Linked DNA regions of Oryctolagus cuniculus: region 1 is linked to region 2. A link is a contact called in public Micro-C data. All regions are on one chromosome and are shown on one strand. Each heading gives the region's core, a stretch centred on a gene start, on an enhancer-like site or on the middle of the called end of the contact. The rest is flanking DNA. Distances are from core to core; before and after follow the strand shown.

Evidence for each region. A called contact is a pair of places that touch in the nucleus more often than the background predicts.
Region 1: a contact with region 2 is called in a Micro-C map of ear pinna, with 7 times the contacts expected there. The contact joins two enhancer-like sites. A contact is called at or near these places in 2 of 6 Hi-C or Micro-C datasets (ear pinna and skin fibroblasts).

The regions. Positions count from the first base shown.
Region 1 is chr14:5,411,564-5,414,722 of mOryCun1.1, reverse strand. ATG10 (autophagy related 10) reads right to left here. Exons shown (of 7, transcript XM_070056382.1): 3 at 1,334-1,472. Among named protein-coding and RNA genes, the nearest start is that of RPS23, 120 kb to the left of the region's middle. Within about 2 kb of position 1,267, at least 3 of the 8 cell types and tissues checked have an H3K27ac peak or open chromatin away from gene starts, as enhancers often do. A contact at or near this core is called in ear pinna, where this site is marked.
Region 2 is chr14:5,140,111-5,143,431 of mOryCun1.1, reverse strand. No RefSeq gene overlaps it. Among named protein-coding and RNA genes, the nearest start is that of SSBP2, 93 kb to the right of the region's middle. Within about 2 kb of position 1,396, at least 7 of the 8 cell types and tissues checked have an H3K27ac peak or open chromatin away from gene starts, as enhancers often do. A contact at or near this core is called in ear pinna, where this site is marked.

The sequences.
Region 1 (3,159 bases), core at 18-2,517, 270 kb before region 2:
TACTAATTGTAGGAAGTGCAGTGTGGAGGAAGTCGTCTCCTGGCGTCTCTACCTGCAGCCTCGACTCTTCTTTGGATGGAGGAGGTACTAGGTGGAGCCACTGCAAACCAGAACCCAGCAAGACCACTCTCCTCCCACAGGGGAAGGAATTATCTCCTCCTTTTGAGTAGGGCGCAGCTTTCTGACAAGAAACCCCCTTTAATCTCTGGGTTCCGCTCCAAACAGAAGCACGAGAAAGTGGGTGTTGTAAAGCCTTCTAATAGTCACAGAGACAAATCTGCAACAGGAGTCTGTGAATTAGGGACCGATCAGTGTCCTCAATTCCCCACATTGTCAGTTCTTAGGAACTGCACCTCAGATTAAAATCTTCTCACTAGGGAGTCTATGAGAATTTGTTCTTGTGTTTTAGATTCTAAGTGCTTGTTAAACCACCAGTGCTGCAAAATTAGAGACCATTAAACAATATAAGGCAGCAAGTGATTAAATCTACCAAACACACATTGGAAGCAGCTTAAGCTACTTTTTAATTAAAAATAAAATATCATTGGCTAAACTCAGATGTCTTAGAAAAAGTTAGAAGGCTGTTCCAAATGCAGAGTGCTGCTGAGAAAGCCACAGGGGCCAGGGGGTGGGCTGGCCAGGGGGCTCCGCCTGGCCACCATGCCGAGCCCAGCGTGCCTCGGGGTTGACCCAGTTCAGGCAGTGGACAGTGTGTGGGAGGGCGAGGACGCTGGGCGGCTGCTGATGAAATGAGCAGCATGGGCCATGGCCTCCAAGGAGACAGGGCGTTCCAGCTTCCTGGCAGGGGGATGAGCTGAGGAACCGCACGGCACGAAGCTGAGGCGGCCGCAATGTATAGGTGGCCAGGGGAGACGTTAGCGCTATTTTTACACATTGCTTAAGCTCCCTGATAAACATTTCTTGAAATAATTATTAGCTTTTGGGGAAGGAAGCGTGGGGGCTCCTGAGTTAATGGGGTCACTGGAGATTGAAGGGACTTCTTACTGGTAAGTCTGAAGCAAATACCCAGTGCAGCTTTAAGTTGTCTCTACTTGTCTCAGTGTGGAGGGGCGAAAGGGCTTGGGGGCCCAGTTGGCTGCAGGCAGTAGGCCAGGGCTCACGGGCAGACTGCAGCCTGGGGGACACTGCTCACGCTCAGTCTTGATCCCCTTGACGCAGCACAAGAAAATTTACTGGGAAAAGCCTTCCCTCACCCACAGTTTCCGTATTCTAACTCACTTTCTCTCTCTCTCTCGAGAATATTTTTCCAAATATGCATTCTGCCTTCTGTGTCGATGTGATGAACTGACTGAGCTTTCAGACGCGGTCTTACCTAAAAAGCTCGCCCTGAAGTACAGCACAGGCACTTGGAAGCTACAGGAATATAAGACGTGATACTCGTATCGTATCACCGGCGACACTGCTGGCACCTCGGCAGCTTCGGCATCGTCCAAGGCCAGCTCCGCAGCTTCCTGGAAAAAAGCAAAATCAAAATGGTTTTTTTTTTTTTTCAGCCAAAAATGTACTAACTCAGAGATGGGAAAATTATATTTTCTTCTTGCAAAGTAACAGTTAAATAAATACTGGGCTATGAGGTAAGGAAAAGGGAGTTTCCCATATTAATGTTTAACATTTGAGTCTTGGGTAAATACTAAAACCAGAAAACATTAGCATTAAGTAATTCCAGATTGTTTTTGAGAAGACAAAGCAGCTCTGGCCAGAGAAACAGGAAGGGGGAAGAAAAGCAAAAAGATCTATTGCAACAGCAACTCTGAAAAATCTTTACTGTACAATTTTAGCAACAAGATGATGGCTGTGCATGCTACCTCCTCCCCTACCTGGGAAAGCTAAAAACATCCTAACAGTTGAACAAGAGCCTGTGAAACGTCCCTAAAGATTCTATTGTACTTGCCAAGAGATGATTCATTGTGTGCGGAACAATTCCCACTTCCATTTTGAATAAGAAAGCCATTCTGCAAAAGGTTGAGTTTGTTAGGTTATTTCAAACCCGGAGAAGCTTCTGTTTTCTCTGGTACATTTCCACAATAAATTCTGAGTTATTGCAAAAGTAGATGGCAAATATCAACGTCAAGTTAAACAGGGTTTTATAAGCAGAGATGGTGATAGTCCCATCACTTCTCACCTAATCCTTCTTCATGGTTGACTTTTCTGTGTGTGGGGAGGGCTGCTCATGCCTGCAGCTCAGTGTTCAGAGCACTTGGACACACTGAGTCACAGTCTGGTTCCATCCACATTCACGAATTTATATGCATTGAACAATTTCCTTTGGCATCGAATTAGCAGAAGGAATTAAGCAGGTTGGTTTGGTTCATTTCTACCTCAAAACAGTAATGATGACAGCAAAGAATCAAGAAGAACACTGGAAAAACTTCCAACTTCCTCCATAAGAAGCAAGGCTTCCAATGGAAATAAGCTAAGACCCAGATCCACATCTCTGTCTGTACTGATTCCCCACTCACAGCCAGTCCTCTGGGGAGATAGTTCAGTGGACCAATCATGACTGCAAATATTAACCAAAATACTGTCACTCAGCCCCAGTAAGGACTATCAATTAAACACAATGAATTAAATAACCAGGAAGAAGTCACTGGAATAAATATTCCAGATACAGAAAATCGATAAGACAGAAAGAAAGACTTTCTCTGTTTTTCAATAGATATGAGTCCATATATTGTTAAGCAGCTCTTTTAACTGAATCTTTCCTTTTAGTCAACAATTACATTACTTAGCATTTAATTTTTCTTTCTTAACATTATAAAATAATTATATCTTGGTGATAAAAAACAGAATTACAAACACGGCACAAGTACACAGAATAGAAACTGAGATGCTCCCCTCAGTCCCAGCATCCTCTCCCTCAGATTTGTAGCTATTTTTAACAGACCAGTGTTTACTTTTCCAGACTTTTATATTTTCTGGCACGCAAACATATACATACACATACACACCTCCTCCTCATGCTCCCCTGCTTGCATTAAATCATACAAAACATGAAGGGACTTCAAAATGTTTGGGGGAAAATGGAATTAAAAGATAAGCTTATGGCCGGCGCCGTGGCTCACTAGGCTAATCCTCTGCCTGCGGCGCCGGCACACCGGGTTCTAGTCCCGGTCGGGGTGCTGGATTCTGTCCCGGTTG
Region 2 (3,321 bases), core at 147-2,646:
TGTGCGTGTGCTGTGTGCACGGGGTGTGGGTGTGTGCGTGTGCTGGTGTGCACGGGGTGTGTGTGTCTGTGTCTGTGCGCGCCTGTGCCTGTGTTAGGACTGTGGGGAATCTGTGTGGTTCGTTTGTCAACAGTCCCTTCCAGTCCAGAGAAATGCTTCAGTTACATTTTCTTTAGATTTTGTTTCTTGTTTTTGTTTTGTGTGGAAGGTAAACTGGCCCCTGGAGGCTAGTACCATTTTCCTGTTTAGGGCGGTTTGGAAAACAGAGGAAGGCGTCTTGCTTCTTGTTATGGAAGATGCATGGCCGTAGACCCAGTTTTTCTGGAAAACATGGCTCCCAGCAGCTGACCCGCAGGAAGAGGACGTGGGGCTCCTGGCTCCCTCCACCAAGGGCACGCGCCTCCCCACGCCCGGGATCCTAGAGGGAGCAGAGCCAGCACTGTCCACTGTCCCTTCCAAGGGCAGGGAAGAATTCTGCGCCACCCACAAGTGGGGAGACGTCCAGTGCAAGGCACCGGGCGTGGGGACTCGCTCTTGTGCGCCCACCCGACCCGCCATTACATGGAGAGCGCCCCAGTGCACCTGATCTCTCCCGTGGAAAAAGGTGTGGTAGGTGGGGTCCCAACCCCACACCAAGTTAGCACCAGCGTCTGAGGTTCAGCTCCGCCCCCGGGACCTGCGGCCCCACGTGGCACCGTCCAGGACGCCCCGAGGCCCTGTTCGAGCCCGGGCACCCGCGCACCTGCCGGGCTCCGAGGGCGCGCGCAGGGCCCTCGGCGGCGGGGAACAGCTGCTGGCCACCCAGCCCCACCCTGGGCGGCGGCGGCGCCCCCAGCCGCGCCCCGAGACCCGTGTGAACCCCAGAGCGCAGGATCCCGCGCATTTCCCGCAGGCTGCCACCACCGCGCCTGACCCAGCGCCCCTTCCTCCCGCAGGTCCCGAGAGGCGCCCGCACCAGGGTCCCACTCTGGGGGCCCCCAGCCTCGCCCCGCCCCCGAGCCCAAACAGTCCCGCTGGCGGGGTCGGGGGGCGCACGCCACCCCCAGGCCCGCGCGGCCGCCTGGGTACGGCCCGGAGTCCCGGCCGGCCCGCGACCCCCGGGACCCCCGGGCGCTCTCGGCGCCCACACGCACGCCCCCACCCCCAGCCCCAGCCCCAGCCTCCCGGAGCGCGCTCCCCGGGGCGTGTTTGCGCGCGTGTGGGCCGGGCGCGCAGCCGTGGGGGGGCCGCGGGCCCCACGCGGGCCAAGTTCGCTGTTGACAAACTTGCGGTGGCCGCGCGCCCGTGTCAGCGCCACTTCCGGGATAATGAGGGCCGCGGTGCGGGCGCGCGGCGCGGCGGCGGGAGGCGGCCGCCGGCCGGAACAGCAAATGCTATTCAGCCCGAGCAGTTTCAAGCCGCCCGAGCTGGGGAATTACTGTAGTCGCGCGGCGGCTCCCACCGCCGGCGCTGCCAGTGCGCGCGCGCGCGGGGGGAGCCGGGGCCGCGGGCGCGGGCGCGGGGCGGGAGCCCGCCCTGCACCCGGCCGGGCTCGCCCGCGCCCCGCGCCCCGCGCCCGTGCCCCCCGCCCGGGGCCCGCCAACTTTTCCCTGCCTCCACGCGCCCTCCCTCCCCCCCCCCCTTTGTTTCAAATAGGACTCTCCAAAATTTATTCTTGGGAAGACTGACAGCCGGGGTCAAGAAACAGCTGTTGAAGTTAATGTTTCTTCCTCCCACTTCGTCTGACGGCTGTGCCCTGCCAAGACAAAGTGAGAGGCGCAGCCGGGTGGCTTCGGGAAGCAGACCTGCACGCCCAGGCCGCGGGAAGGGGGAGGGGGCCGTGTTTTCCTGCTGCGCGCGGACAGTCGGCTCCTAAATGCAACAGCCTGAGCCCCTCGGCCCGCGCTGCCGCAGCGCCCGGTGCGGGCGCCTGAGCCCCCCGGGGGCGCGGTGGGCGCTCGGCGAAGGGGGGCGCGCGTTGCGGACCTGGCTGCCCACCTGCCGCCCTCTGCGCAAGGGAGAGTGGCCTGGGGGAGGGAGAAGACGTGCATTCCTCTGCTAGGCTCCAGAATCCGAGTCCTGGTGCAGAGCCGGCGCTTGCGGGAGCCAGGCAGCCAGGCAGCCGCCGTGTTTACGCGGAGGCGACCCGGGCCAAACCTGGAGGGAGCCTCTCTCTGGGGGAGGCCTGGCTCCGCTCCTGGGTCCCAGAGGGCACTGGGGGAGGGGGCTGCCCTCCTCCAGACGCCAGGCCAGCTCGGCACAGCCGCCCTCCCCTGACCCTGCGGGTGTGGGTCCCCTGCCCGAGCCACTCCCCAGGCGCGCAGCCCGCGGTCCTGGGCTCCGGAGCTCCACGCCTTCCGCCTCAGAGAGCTTAACTCTTCCATTCTGCCTCGGGAATGCGGGCCTCACTTGGCCGCTGCCTCTCAGATGAAATCATGGACAGGCACCGTGGGGCCTCTGAGGCCGCCCCCAGGTCACACTGTCACCGCATCGCAATGCAGTGCCATCACGAACCGATATTGCATCAGGCCCCAAGATATTTTAGGAAGCTCTCCGGCGGAGGCCGCACGCAGCCATCAGGGCCACACTGCCAGACTCTGGGCTGCAGAGCCGCTGGACAGGTGGCAGTGGGGCCTCTCCAATCTCTGCTCAGGGACCATTCCCTCTCCCCAGCCCCAAGCCAGGCAGGCCCCCTGGGGGGCTTCCCCAGCCTTCTCCTCGCCCAGCTCCCAGGTGCACTGCCTGCGTTTCCCCTGGAGACTGCAGTGCCCCGGCCCACCTCCGGCCTCCTGGTGTAGTTCCTGTCTGCCTGCCCGTCCTGGGTCACCCGTGTCCTGTCCTGGGTCACCCGTGTTTGCTCAGAGGAGCTGCGAATCAGCTGACTTCCCCGTGGAGTTGCAGTGGCTGCCACCCGCCCAGGCCTCCGACTTGGGTGTCGGCACGTGGCAGGCCAGGCCGACTTGCTGCACTTGGGTGAACTTTCCCCAGCCCCTCCAGATCTCCCGGCACAACCCGGCACACCCCAGGCAGCCAGCAACCCGCACATCCCCTGCCCCCAGCCAGCGCCCCATTCCCAGCCGCGCTCCTGCGAGCCAGCCGCCCGCTGACTCCAGTTCCTTCCGCTGCATTGTTCTCGCTGCCGACGGCAGGGCCGGGAGGCCCACCTCCGCGCTCCCCGGCACGGTTCATTCCCCACTGCTGGCTCCTGCAGTTTTATTACAGCCTGCTGGTTTCCAAGATGACAGACAGAAGGGTCCAGTGTGCACTGCACCCGTGAAGGCCTCTTTGTGTAGGAACGAAACCTTAGGGCAGAGTGGGCCCGGCTCCAGGGGCAGCCGTCAC